Regions from separate parts of the Mus musculus genome. Here regions 1 and 3 are each linked to region 2. The links are chromatin contacts, called in public Hi-C maps. All regions are on one chromosome and are shown on one strand. Each heading gives the region's core, a stretch centred on a gene start, on an enhancer-like site or on the middle of the called end of the contact. The rest is flanking DNA. Distances are from core to core; before and after follow the strand shown. Region 1 has its middle 9.2 kb from the start of Gm35359. Region 2 overlaps Itpr1 (inositol 1,4,5-trisphosphate receptor 1). Region 3 has its middle 15 kb from the start of Gm6749.

Region 1 (4,212 bases), core at 1,013-3,512, 290 kb after region 2:
ACTCTGTTTGGAATGAATCAGTGTGGTGTTCCGTGTTTACCCCCTCTTTCTGAGATGGGAGACAGTATCAGCTTGTGGTGAGAAAGTCCTCCCAGTCAATGAATAATCAAAGGCAAAGCCAAGCAGATGATAAATCTTGGCCTCCCTCCCATAAAGCCACCCACTAAGCAGAGCTGAGTAAATCTGTTCGGGCTTAGCATATTTTTCAGGGTAATTGGTTGCAGTTCTCTCTAATTCTTTGATTGGCTAACTTTGTCCTGGGCCTATTCCAAGCTAATAAAACAGAGAGTGAAGTAAGTTTCTGATTTCGGCTTTAAGTTTCAGGGAGGGACCTCGAAGCATTAGTTCTGACAATGCTGGGAGGAAAAAATAATGTTAGTTCTTGCTTCTCCATTCTGGATCCTGGCAACATCTGGGCTTCTGTAATCTTCCCAGATGGTTTCCTTCTCCTGGGAGAGGGCTGCAGGTAACTTGGAGGGAATATCACAAAGTGCCGAGCAATTACAGTAATTATGGCTCTGCGGTGTAGGTTGGGAGTGTTTCAAACCATGGAGCTCAGAAGCTATGAACATCAACAAGAGGCAGACTCCAGACACTTCAAACCATGTGGAATCCGAAGATACAGGCTTGGACGCTAGTTTCATCAACTGTCTACTGAGTGACCTTGGGCAAGATCTTGACCTCTCTGCACTTCTGTCTTCCTGCCTGTAGAATGGGTGTACCGCTGCCCTTCTCAGCAGTTACTGGGAGAATCAAGACAGTAAGACTCTTAAGAGATGGCACACGGTGCCTGGCATGTCATAAAGACCCCCAAAGGCATGTTAGATTCATGATACCCTTTCTGTGTATGTTGTGCTCCTGGGGCTGGGGCCTTGACATAACATCTTTGTGTTCCCCATGGATATGGGTTGAATTTTGCTGTTTGTTTGTTTGTTTGTCTTTGTGCCCTCAAATTCACGTCAAAGTTCTCACTTCCAGGAGCTCAGAATGTGGCTGTGTTTAGAATTAGCGTCTTGAAGGAATTACAATTTAAAATTAAGCTACCAGCATGGCCTCAATCCTACATATTAAACTACTGTATTCTCTCTATTTCATCATGTTTGGTTTTGTTTGTGTGCTTGCTTATTTGTTTGGAGTGGGAAAAGAAAAGGGTTTATTTTGCTCACAATTCCTGATCCAAAGCAGTGAGGGCAGGAAGTCAAGCTGGGCTGGAACCTGCAGGCAGGAACTGATGCAGGGCCATGGAGGGATGCTGTTCATTGATTTCTTCCTCATGGCTTGCTCAGCAGAGGTGGAGGAGGAGGAGGAGGGGGGGGGGAAGCATTATTCTCCAGGTGTTAGGAATTATGCTGGAAGACAGCAGCCAGCTGATGTTGCTGATGCTGAGGACTGCAATTTACTGAAGAAAACTGACCAGCCATTGGTCAAGATTCCTTCCTGCAGTCCATATCTAGTGTCTAGAAAATGTGTCTGCTTAAAGACTGATGCTTTTGCTCTGCTTTGGGTAAATTGGAATGGCCAGAGCGAAGGCACTGGTTGACACATTTTTATTAAGGCCCTGAAAGTCAGCTTCCCCAAGTGTCTCTTCTATTCCACAAGTGCCCTGAGAGCACTCCCATGTTAAAGATCCTCAGAGCACCTGCTTCTCGAGATCCTCACTGGCCCGATGTCCCCTGTCTTAGTTACTGTTTCTGTTGCTGTGAAGGGACACCATGACCATGGCAACTCTTACAAAGGAAAACATTTAATTGGGGCTGGCTGACAGTTCAGAGGTTTAGTCCATTATCATCATGGCAGGAAGCATGATGGCACACAGGCAGGCATGGGGCTGGAGAGGTAGCTGAGAGTTCTGCATCTAGATCCATGGGCAGCAGGAAGAGAGTGAGCCACTATTCGTGGCTTGAGCTTCTGAAACCTACCCACCCCTGAGTCTACTGGGGCCACTTTCATTCGGACCACCACATCCCCTGTTGAAATGAAGCACAGATGAACAAGCAAAGGCAAGGGATCTTTGAGTTGTCCCCATAGAAAGGAAATGGCTGTGCTCTAGGCAACTATGTAGCAAGGACAGATGACTAGTGACTTTCAGAGTTCATGGATTCTCTAGCAGTGCTTGTCACAGCAGTCATTGCTTCGGAGCAGTCCCTTTCCCACAGGCCACCCACATGACACTGCAGCCATGGCTCAGCTGACTGAACCAGTGGTGGACACCTGACTCAGAGGAACTCCTCTCTAGGGCAGTCAGCAGGCTATGAGGTGGCCTCATGTAGATGTTCTGTCTCACAGCTCTGGTGACTTAGCTGAGTTCTGCCAGGTTGTATTCCGTGCCACCTTTGCTTTCTAGCTGTTAGGAAGAAGACAGACACGAGACTGGCAGTCATGAGATCAACTGTGACATCAGTCATAAGATCCTGAGCAGTCTCCAAGAGGAGTAAACAACCTCTAGTCCAAGCTGAACGCAAGCAGGGAAGAGGGAAACCTTCTGACCCACAAGCTAGGAGGAAGAGAGGACAGAGAGTAAGCAGTGTAGACACCGCTGGATCCCAGACCCCACGAGACAATTCTATATGTCCAATAGACCTTTTTGCCCTTTACTGACCTGTTGCTCTTTCCTTTTTATCTTGTTGAATGCCTCAAAGGGCCCAAGAACCAAGTGACATTTAACATAGCTATATTGCCTCTGGCAATGTTTCTTTCCCTAAACATACCTGATGTGTTGCTTTTGGCCTAGAATATTCTCTCCCCTCCTTTTCCCTACTCTACTCTTTGCCTATTAAATAACTACCTATATCTGAAGGTTGATTACAAAAATAGTTATTTTGTGTGTATAGGTGGTTTGCTTGTGTGGGTCTGTGTACTACATGCCTGCAGTGACCCTAGATGCCAAAAGAGGACATCAGATCGCTTGGAACTGGATTTATGAATGGCTGTGAGTTTCCATGTGAGTGCTGGGAGTTGAACCCAGGTCCTCTGGAAGAGCTGCCAAGTGCTCTTAATCACTGAACCATCTCTCCAGCCACTTTAAGGGTTCATTTTGAATGCCAAGCTGATGCAATTTAGAACTTACCATGAAAATAAACCCCTGAGCCTGTCTGTGAGGATCATATAGATTTAGTTCATTGGGGTAGGAAGACTCATTATGAATTGGAGTGGTTTTATTCCACACTCTGGGATCCAGGGTAGAGGATTGGGCATTGAGCATAGGCATCGTCTGTCTGTATTTCATGACTGTGGATGAAATGTGAGCAGCTGGCTCCTGCTCCTGCAATGATGTCTTCCCCATCATGATGGACTTCTCTTGAACTGTGAGCTGAAATAACTCCTCACTCCTTGAAGATGCTTCTGTTAAGTGTTTGAGACGAGCAGCTGGGAAAGTAACTCTCCTAGTTAGCGTTAGCTATCAACTTGATGCCGCTAAGAGCTATTTGAGGCATTCTAAACTGGGACACTGGCCCCATCAGACTGGCCTGTAGACACGTCTGTGGAAGGGTTTTCTTGTTAACTGATGTGGGAAGACCCAGCCCAGTGTGGGCAGTGCCACCGGGCAGGTGGTCCTGGAATGTTTAAGAAAACAGGCTGAGCCAGGCGTGGTGACACATGCCTTTAATCCCAGCACTCAGGAGGCAGAAGCAGGTGGATTTCTGAATTCGAGGCCAGCCTGGTCTACAAAGTGAGTTCCAGGACAGCCAGGGCTATACAGAGAAACCCTGTCTTGTAAAACCAACCCCCCCCCCCCAAAAAAAAAAAACCAGGGTGAGTGTGAGTCAGAGGAAGCAAATTCGTCAGCTATGGCCCTCTGTGGATTCCACTTTAGTTCCTGCCCCAACTTCCCTCAATGATAGGCTCTGACTTGGAAGTGTAAGGCAACAAACCCTCCCCTCCCCAAATGTCTTTTGCTCATGTTTTATGACAGCAACAGAAGGCAAACTGGAACAGTAACTAATACAGTTTCTTTTTGTTTCTGTCCAAAAGTCACCTCAATCATGAAGCAGTCTTGGGCATTCTTTTGATTTGATACTTTTTATGGTTGGCCTCCATAAAACATACTGCAATTTTGTCAGCCTTTACCTGTGTCTGTCATAGTTTCTGTGTAACCCACTAAGCTGTAAGAAACTTGAAACTCCAATCTGGTTCTATGTTGGCTACTGTTATGTTTCTAGCTCCTACCATGATGTCAGGAAGGTGGACACTCAATATTAATTCTTTTAAACA
Region 2 (3,876 bases), core at 539-3,038:
AGCTCTCCAGAAATCCTGGATTTAATTGGCCATACTGTCAAAAGATTTTGTCAGAAGGAAACCAGAACCAATGCCACAGGAACACTTGCTCGGCCCTCTTGTCCTGAAACCCCCATCACTGACCTCTCAGCACCTGGATCCCTGAAAACTGCCAGAAGTCAAGGTTCAACTGTCCTAGTGTAGTGTAATAGACTTGGAGGAACCCTGTCCCTAAGGCTTTCAGAACTTTCTTTCTCTTCCAAGGCTTCTCTCATGGTGGTAACTCTCCTGCCTGGGGCCTTCAAAGCAGCTCTGTTTACAGGAGCGTGAAGATGGTTGCACAGCCCTTGAGCTTTCTGGATGGGTGACACACTTGTCAGGCAGTGGGAGATCAGGCTTATCTTGAAGCCTGCTTCCTGCTGCTTTGTCCCTGATCCAGTGCCAGCCCCCAGAAGAAATATTTCCTTTCTGCTCGATGTTTTGTCGCAAGTGGGAAACTATAAAATAAGCATTTGCTTATGAATTAATTTCTGGCACACACAGCACTCAGTAAGCCTCATGGTGCTGTCTGTATATCCGTCCTTCACGCCCGTGCCAACTTCTGTGTTCCTTCCTACTAAGATGTTCCCACCAGCACCCGGGGTGTGTGTGTGGGGGGGGGGGGGGAGTTCCCTTCGTGTCCTCTTCCCCGCAGAGGACAGGGGTTGTCCTTACCTGGAATGTGGAGGAAGAAAATCTGTCTATGAACTTCCATGACTTTAAAAGGTTAAAAGCTGATACAGATGTTTGGAGAGGGATGTAGCACTCTGTAGCAAACTAAGGGGATAATTTTTTTTTCCTCTTGGAATACTTGCCTCCATTTGCAGAAGCACAGTGATTTTCATATATCAAGTGACTGCCCACGGCTATTCCTCTGCCAAGGTCTGGGTTACAGACACACCCAATGAAAGTTTTCCCTCTGCACGTACACAGTTAGAGGTGGAAAATATGAGGTGCTCTGAGTCCAGAAACCAAGCTGTGAGTTCAGCTGAAAAGAGAGAGTTCCCTGATTCATGGGGCCTTTCCCCGACCACTTTTGAAGGTTGGGTTAAGAAATGAGTCCCAGCCGGTCTGGGATATGACATCGTACGCTATCTGGACCTATCACTGCAGAGCACAGCGTGGGAGGAACTCATTGCTTTGACTGTCTGCGACCCCCTTCCTCCCTCCCCCCCCCCCCCATCACAGAAAGATAGATGCATGTAGAATAGTGTGATTTGAATCTCTGGTAATGAACAGAAGGGCAGCTTGTAGGGAGATCCGCCTCAGTTTGATAGGGCAGTCACCCTGAAGAGGAGGAAGAGTCTGCTGTGTGAGGGAGTTGCGTAAATGGGTGTTGTTTTTGGCAGGGGAGTTAGAAATGAGTCACTTTCAAGTGGTGTTTTCTAACCTCAGGTTTTATCCATGTGGAAAGAAGTGAGCTAACCCCAGAGTCAGGGACTGTTCTCCCGCAACATGTAGGGACTTATAGGTGGTTTTTGGCATTGAGACTGATAAAAACAGCCTGGCATCTCCATGGGGCATATCCCACCCCACTCCCAGAACTGTGCATGCCAGTCAACTAGAGGGATCTGAACAGTGAGGCCACTTACACTTGCAAAAAAAATACCACCACATCTAGGGTCCACCTGTGAGTCCTGAGAATCAGTGTATAAATATGCAGAGATTTGGGAGAGAGCCTTGAAAGGCGACCTGTCACACAAAGGGCTCTGACCTCCTGAGTGGGACATTGGAATCCAGCTGTGCCCTTGTCAGCCTTTAGTAACTTTGAATTTGAAGGTTTCTCTTCCCTAATGGGGGTTGGAAAACAAAGTCCATTGTGGAACTCTCCAGAAGATTAAACAAATAGCAAGAGGGGAAAAGTGCTTGACCCAAGAAATGCCCTTTCTTCAGGCCTCCAGCCAAAGTGCCTTACCTTTCTTTACCTAGTTGCTCACCTGGTGAGCAAGCTGCTGACAGGTGCTGCCTCTCAGGGCCCCTGCTGAGTCCCAGAAGGTGCCTTGTGTGGCGTTCAACTCCTCCAAGCTCTTAAGACATTCGGATATTAGTTTCTATTGTTTCAGGAAGTTGCTTGTCATTTCAAGACAGGCTTCATTTATTAGCCTTGATTTCTGTCAAACATGTCTGGTTGTTTGTTTGTTTGTTTCTGTGAAGTGGTTTATCACCCAGAGAGGTCTGTAGGCTGTTTTGCTTTCTCTCACTACCTTACTTAAACCTTTCTGACTATATATTTAAGATAATTTTGAACATCCAGAAAGTTAGGAAATATGATTGCCTTTGGTGTATAACTTCTTATGCTGGTAGCCATGCCAAATGAGCAGAAGAGAGATGATATTCTTTTCCGCTGGTTCAGCCTTTTTCTTTTCCCTCCCTCCAGTGCCTTTGACATGTGAGCGTATTGTCCTCCTGTCGTTCTCTAGGAAATCAGGTGTCATTGAGCAGAAGTCCTTTGGATTATTGGCCTAAATCCTGCTCTCATAGACAGCCATAATTCAAAAAGAGCTACTGTTGGGGCTGAAGAGATGGCTCAGTGCATCAGAGTGCTATTAGGCAAGCATGAGTTCTCATGAGCATGTAGTCACACGTGTTCCTCTCACCTAAGCACTGTGAGGGGCGGAGTCAGTGTCTCAGTGGCTTGATGGTCAACACCAAGCTCTAGGCTTAATGGAAGGCTGTCAAAGGAACAAAGTGGAGATGGATAGAAAAGGATGCCTAATGTCCTTCTCCAGCTTCCATATGTGTGTGAAACACTCCGCAGTTCCCACGCTCAAGCACTGACCTGACTTACTGACAATGTGAACTCTCAGAGCTCTATTCTGATTGTTAGTGAGTCTGCCTAAGTGACAACCTTTGGCAGTGTGTAGGTCTAAAAGCATTCAATTTGGCTGTTAAGCCAAGACACTGCTTTAAAAATCGCCAGGCTTATTCATCCAAGACTGACAGTTGTGTTATTAGGAAGAAGCACAGCTCATGGGGATAGTCCTTCTAGAGATAGTAGAGACCTGATATTGTTCCTTCCTGAATGGTAAAATCCCACGACAGACAGAAGAAGAATTTTACATATATCAGCTCTTCTGGCCATCCACAAAGAAAATTAAAAGGCGAGAAAGGATAAAGAGCAAAGTCCTGTTCTCCTCCCTTCCCGTAAAACCCAGAGGCTTGAATAGAGTTCTAAGACCAGACATCTGAAGGAACACTCAAATTCTGCAGTCTCTGCATGACTAAAGAGCAGCAAATAAAAATACAAGAGAATGAGCTAGAAGATAGATCAACAGTTAAGAACACAGGCTGCTCTTCCAGAGGCTGGTTTCGTTCCCAGCACCCACATGGCAGCTTACAACTACCTCTAACTGGTTCCTGGTGATCTGACACCCTCTTCTGGTCTCTGTGGTCACAGCACACCTGTGGTCCACAGACATACAAGCAGGCAAGACATCCATTTACATAAAATAAAAATAAAGCTAAAGAAGATGTCAGAGAATACTTCATTTATAAGTTGAGCCTGTTTCCTTTCATCTCCTAGACACACAACAGGTCTAGACTTTCTTCCTAGTTCTTCCTCCACTTCTAGGTCAGTACCCATCTGCACTTGTCCTTGTGACTTCTGAACATGCAGTACAAACTGACACCAGATTCTCCTTCTTACAGTTTGCTTTGGGATTGGTAAACAGTGGGCCAAGGACCACATCTAACCAGCTGCTCATGTTTGTATAAAGTTTTATTGGAACACAGCTGTCCTCCAGTGTCCTTCATGGTTGCTTCCACTCACAGGGGCAGAGCTGAGCAGCTGGAATAAAGATGGTGACCCTTTGTCATTCCGTTTTTCATAAAATCATTTGCCAACCCCCATGCTTACTT
Region 3 (3,934 bases), core at 1,364-3,863, 450 kb after region 2:
GAAAAACAGCCACGGCTTCAGAAAACCACACGTTTCTTTTTACAGGGGACAAAGTAAGGAATGCAATGCATTTTTTCACAATATCCTATCTAATCGCAGGGCTCCTCTGAGTGGCTTGAGGGGCAGGGAAAGAAAGTATGTTTTTAAATGAGGAAAATATAATAAAAAATGATCACTGTTAGGTTTATAACAATGACAGAGATCAAGCTTCCTAGCAGCACCCGACGAAAAGCAAATTATACTAGTCATATTGATTGACTTTTCTCCCTCCTTTCCTAACTGATTTATTAGCCTATGATATTCCAATCATTCAGCAAGCTTGATGCATCATTAATATTTGAGGTTATGTTTTTTTTCTACATCTCCATTTTACTATGGCCTTCCACTCTTTCTGCCTCCAGCTTTACTTGAGCATATACGAGGGGTACAAACTGGATAGAAAGAATCGACCTGCAACTGGTCCAAGAAAGGGGAAGCCCCGAGGAATAAAGAAAGCACCAGGCAGAAACTCCAAAGTTGTTTCCTGGGTATGATGTTGGGTGCATCTTTTTCTGGTTTGGTTTGTATCTGTCTGACTGGGGAGAATCAGGGTCCCCCAGGGCTCCATTTGTCTTCTTACAGTGGCCTTTGCTCATGGTTGTTACCTCCACCTGTCATGGAAAACAGTCGCCATTTGTTTAAAGGTGTCAATCTGTTAAAAAGGGACAAGGAGAAAACTCTTTGTAGCCTCCATCTCTAGTGGGAATTCTACAGGTCCACGTGGCTCTGAGAAGCTGACAACAGACTCTTAAAACAACTTGAGAGATTAGGGAAACTGTGGGGCACCCACTGCCTTCACTTTGCTTGCTCACTTCACAAAACTTTGCTACTGTTTTCTTTAGGTTCAATGCACTTTAGTGTTCACCTGTCACAGGTTCAAGGCTTATAATTGCACTTACTGCTGCTCTCTTTTGGAGCAAGATTCAAGATAGGAAAAGGAGTGTTTCCTTGGGTGTGTGACATAGCAGAGGGAAGAAGAAGCCATGGGTAAGAAGAGGAAGGTGGGGACTGTAGTGTTTGTCTGTGGTGTGCTGTGAGAATTATACATGCAAAGGGCCGGGCACTGTGCCTGGTGTAAGGGCATCCTTTAACAGGTAGCAATTGTGATTCTCCTTAGAAAGAGACTCACTGAGATCTGGAACAGTGACTGCCAGTTTTTCCCCTAGACTTGAAGTCCTGCTCATCTTACCCCACCCCTATTTCCTGGTTCAGATGTTGGGTTATTTTGATGAAGAAAGCTAGATGCTGTCATGACTCAGTATTAGTCAGCGTTGCCACTTGCCTTGGGTGGTTTGCTTCAACCCTCCAGGCCTCAGTTATCTCCTAGCAAGACTGTGCCTTCTTTTGGGAAGTTGTGGGATGAACTTAAATAAGTGGCAACATTGCTGTCAGATAGCAAGCAACTCAATGCAGGGGGAGCTTGATCCTATTTGCCTGTACCAGGTCCTTGTCCTGCCTCACATCAATTTTCCGTTTGCTGTTTACTCTCCATCCTCAGGTCTCAGTTTGAACGGCAGCTTCTTAAGGAGGACTTCTTTGGTCATGACATGTGTGCAAAGACGTCTTCCTGTTACCTTTCAACAATTCTGCTATACACTTATGCCTGTATTATGCACGTTTGTCATCTGTCTTCCCTGTCACACCCTTAACTGTATGATGTCAGAGCAGCCCCTCTCTTGCTTTCTGTAGTACACCTAGTGCCAAGCACATCCTATGTCTGCAGGGGACAGTTATTGAATGAATCATAATTATAATTGGTGTGACAAAAGGCTGAGGCAGTATTAAGGTGGGTTTCTGACAATTTAAACTTTCAAGTAGGCTATCCTTAATTGGGTATAATCTTAAGCAAACCCCCAAGTACCAAATTCTCCCTTTTTATAATTACAGGCAGGCTCCGGAATTCTGATGCTTCGGAAATGGGAGGGGACATCCAGTGTCTAGATGGGTTATTTGCATTTTAATTTTATTCCCGTATTGTCTCCTCTCTTGCTGGAATACCCTTTATGAGTTTTAGGCTTTTTCTTTTGCCAACCATGCACCAGTTTTTCTATCAAAAATGACTAATACTGTCCAGCATGTACCATGTGCCAAGCACCCTGCCAAGGCCTTCACATGTGATTCACTACAGTCACGCTTTGAGTTCAAGTCATGATTTCCATTTTCAGAAAATAGCATTGGACTATGACAATGGTTTTTGGGGAGAGAGAGGGGGGTGAGATAGAAGGAGAGGGAGGAGGTGAGGGTGGAGAGAGAGGGATCAAGAGCAGATAGAGATGAGAGAGACAGAGAGAGACAGAGAGAAAGAGAATGAATACTGGCAAGAATGGATATGGAAGAAATGATGATCAGAGCTGGGTATTATAACAGAGGGGTCAAACAAGCATAAAAGAGAAATTCCAAGTCCAAGACGTTCACTTAAGAACTCTGACATCCGGAGATAAGCAGCAGATGTGCCAAGGGTTTGCCCTCAAGCGCCACTGACACGGAGATCTTGGCTGTGTTCTGCTGGAGTTAGCATGGCGTGCCCTACTTAAGGTTTACTGGTGAGGAGGAGGCAAGGAACACCCATCACCGAGAAGCCCAGGCAGGCAGAGGCCTGCAAAAGTCTCTTTCCTTTACTTCCTCACAGAGGGCGACTCAGTAGTAAAGGGACCAGCGGAATCAGATGCATCTTCCCAAGGCTCCTTCACCAAGACTGTTCTTTGAAAATGGGACAGAAACCTCTGAAATGCCAAGTGATAGGGTTTTTGCCAAGGCAACAGAATGCTAAGGACTTCAAGCAAAGATTCTTATTACAAAAAGGTGCTAAATTCTGGAATCGAGTTTAATTATACCTGAGGTATTTCTGACTTGCTGTGTGGGTGGAGGCTCTGCCTCTCTTTCTATTGCTGCTATTATCACATGGCTGTACAGCTTAATTTTTCCCACCATGGAGCTTTTTAGTCAACTTTCCAGTCTCTCCCAGCCAACTACCCCTGGGAGGTAGTCTCTGACAAAGAACTCACCCGCCAACAAAAGTTGCTCCCCACTCTAGTCTCTATTAGCAATCAGGTTATCTGCCCTGGGTAATCATCAGGTTTAATCATTCGTGAGTCAATTGCCAGGACGGTGTGGGGGCCAGCGTCATATACTCCAGAGGCCAAATCTGTGAAGCACGGATGTGCGTGTCAAAGCAACACTGGCTGAAAAGTGCTTTTTGTGTTGGCTTTGGGAGTGGGGAGACATGGAAAATGTGGATCGCAGCTCACCCTGCCTAATGGGAGCCCTCCTGATGGATCCGCTCTTCTTTTAGAGATGCTAGAATTCCTTTATTGCTGTATATGCTATGCTCCATCTCTCAACTTCGGCTGCTCTCCATTTTTTTGCAGGCCGCCTCTGAATAATTTACAATCAAGCATTTCTCAGTGCTTCTGCAGGTCAGCAGGTGCACCATTGATGGAGTTATTTTCTCTATCAGTACATCCAGCAGCGGTTAGCGCTGGTGTGTGTGTGTGTGTGTGTGTGTGTGTGTGTGTGTGTGTGAGAGAGAGAGAGAGAGAGAGACAGAGAGAGAGAGAGAGACAGAGACAGAGACAGAGACAGAGACACAGAGAGAGAGACAGAGAGAGAGAGAAAGAGAAAGAGAGAGACAGAGAGAGAGAGAGAGAGAGACAGACAGACAGACAGACACACACACACACACAGAATGTGTGTGGCATGGCAAATAAAGGCCATATTTGTTGTTGTTGTTTGTTTCCTTGTGTCAAACCTTGAACCTCATTCAGAGGAAATCCACTGGCCTTAATGTGAAAGCAAAGCCTGTTGGGTCTCAGGAAGTCTTTGCTCTTTGCTAGCTCAGCAGCTTTTCTCGCTTGCTTTACTCCTGCAGTGTTGACCTTCATGTTATGTCTATTTT

The links. A called contact is a pair of places that touch in the nucleus more often than the background predicts.
Region 1: a contact with region 2 is called in a Hi-C map of bone marrow-derived macrophages, with 30 read pairs. The contact joins two enhancer-like sites. A contact is called at or near these places in 4 of 15 datasets of contacts at CTCF or cohesin (the NIH/3T3 cell line, embryonic stem cells and pro-B cells), 19 of 484 Hi-C or Micro-C datasets (bone marrow-derived macrophages, cerebral cortex, differentiating embryonic stem cells and 1 more), 10 of 115 datasets of contacts at active chromatin or transcription factors (bone marrow-derived macrophages, double positive thymocytes, embryonic stem cells and 2 more) and 1 of 9 other capture datasets (embryonic stem cells).
Region 3: a contact with region 2 is called in a Hi-C map of muscle stem cells, with 4 times the contacts expected there. The contact joins two enhancer-like sites. A contact is called at or near these places in 1 of 484 Hi-C or Micro-C datasets (muscle stem cells) and 1 of 9 other capture datasets (embryonic stem cells).

What each region holds. Positions count from the first base shown.
Region 1 is chr6:108,738,474-108,742,685 of GRCm38.p6, forward strand. No RefSeq gene overlaps it. Among named protein-coding and RNA genes, the nearest start is that of Gm35359, 9.2 kb to the left of the region's middle. Within about 2 kb of position 2,263, at least 12 of the 459 cell types and tissues checked have an H3K27ac peak or open chromatin away from gene starts, as enhancers often do. A contact at or near this core is called in bone marrow-derived macrophages, where this site is marked.
Region 2 is chr6:108,447,208-108,451,083 of GRCm38.p6, forward strand. The region is part of intron 44 of Itpr1 (inositol 1,4,5-trisphosphate receptor 1); the gene reads left to right. It overlaps Gm35165 (a long non-coding RNA gene), which reads right to left. Exons shown (of 5, transcript XR_869349.3): 5 at 3,725-3,805. Among named protein-coding and RNA genes, the nearest start is that of Gm35165, 23 kb to the right of the region's middle. Within about 2 kb of position 1,789, at least 159 of the 459 cell types and tissues checked have an H3K27ac peak or open chromatin away from gene starts, as enhancers often do. A contact at or near this core is called in bone marrow-derived macrophages and muscle stem cells, where this site is marked.
Region 3 is chr6:108,894,033-108,897,966 of GRCm38.p6, forward strand. No RefSeq gene overlaps it. Among named protein-coding and RNA genes, the nearest start is that of Gm6749, 15 kb to the left of the region's middle. Within about 2 kb of position 2,614, at least 30 of the 459 cell types and tissues checked have an H3K27ac peak or open chromatin away from gene starts, as enhancers often do. A contact at or near this core is called in muscle stem cells, where this site is marked.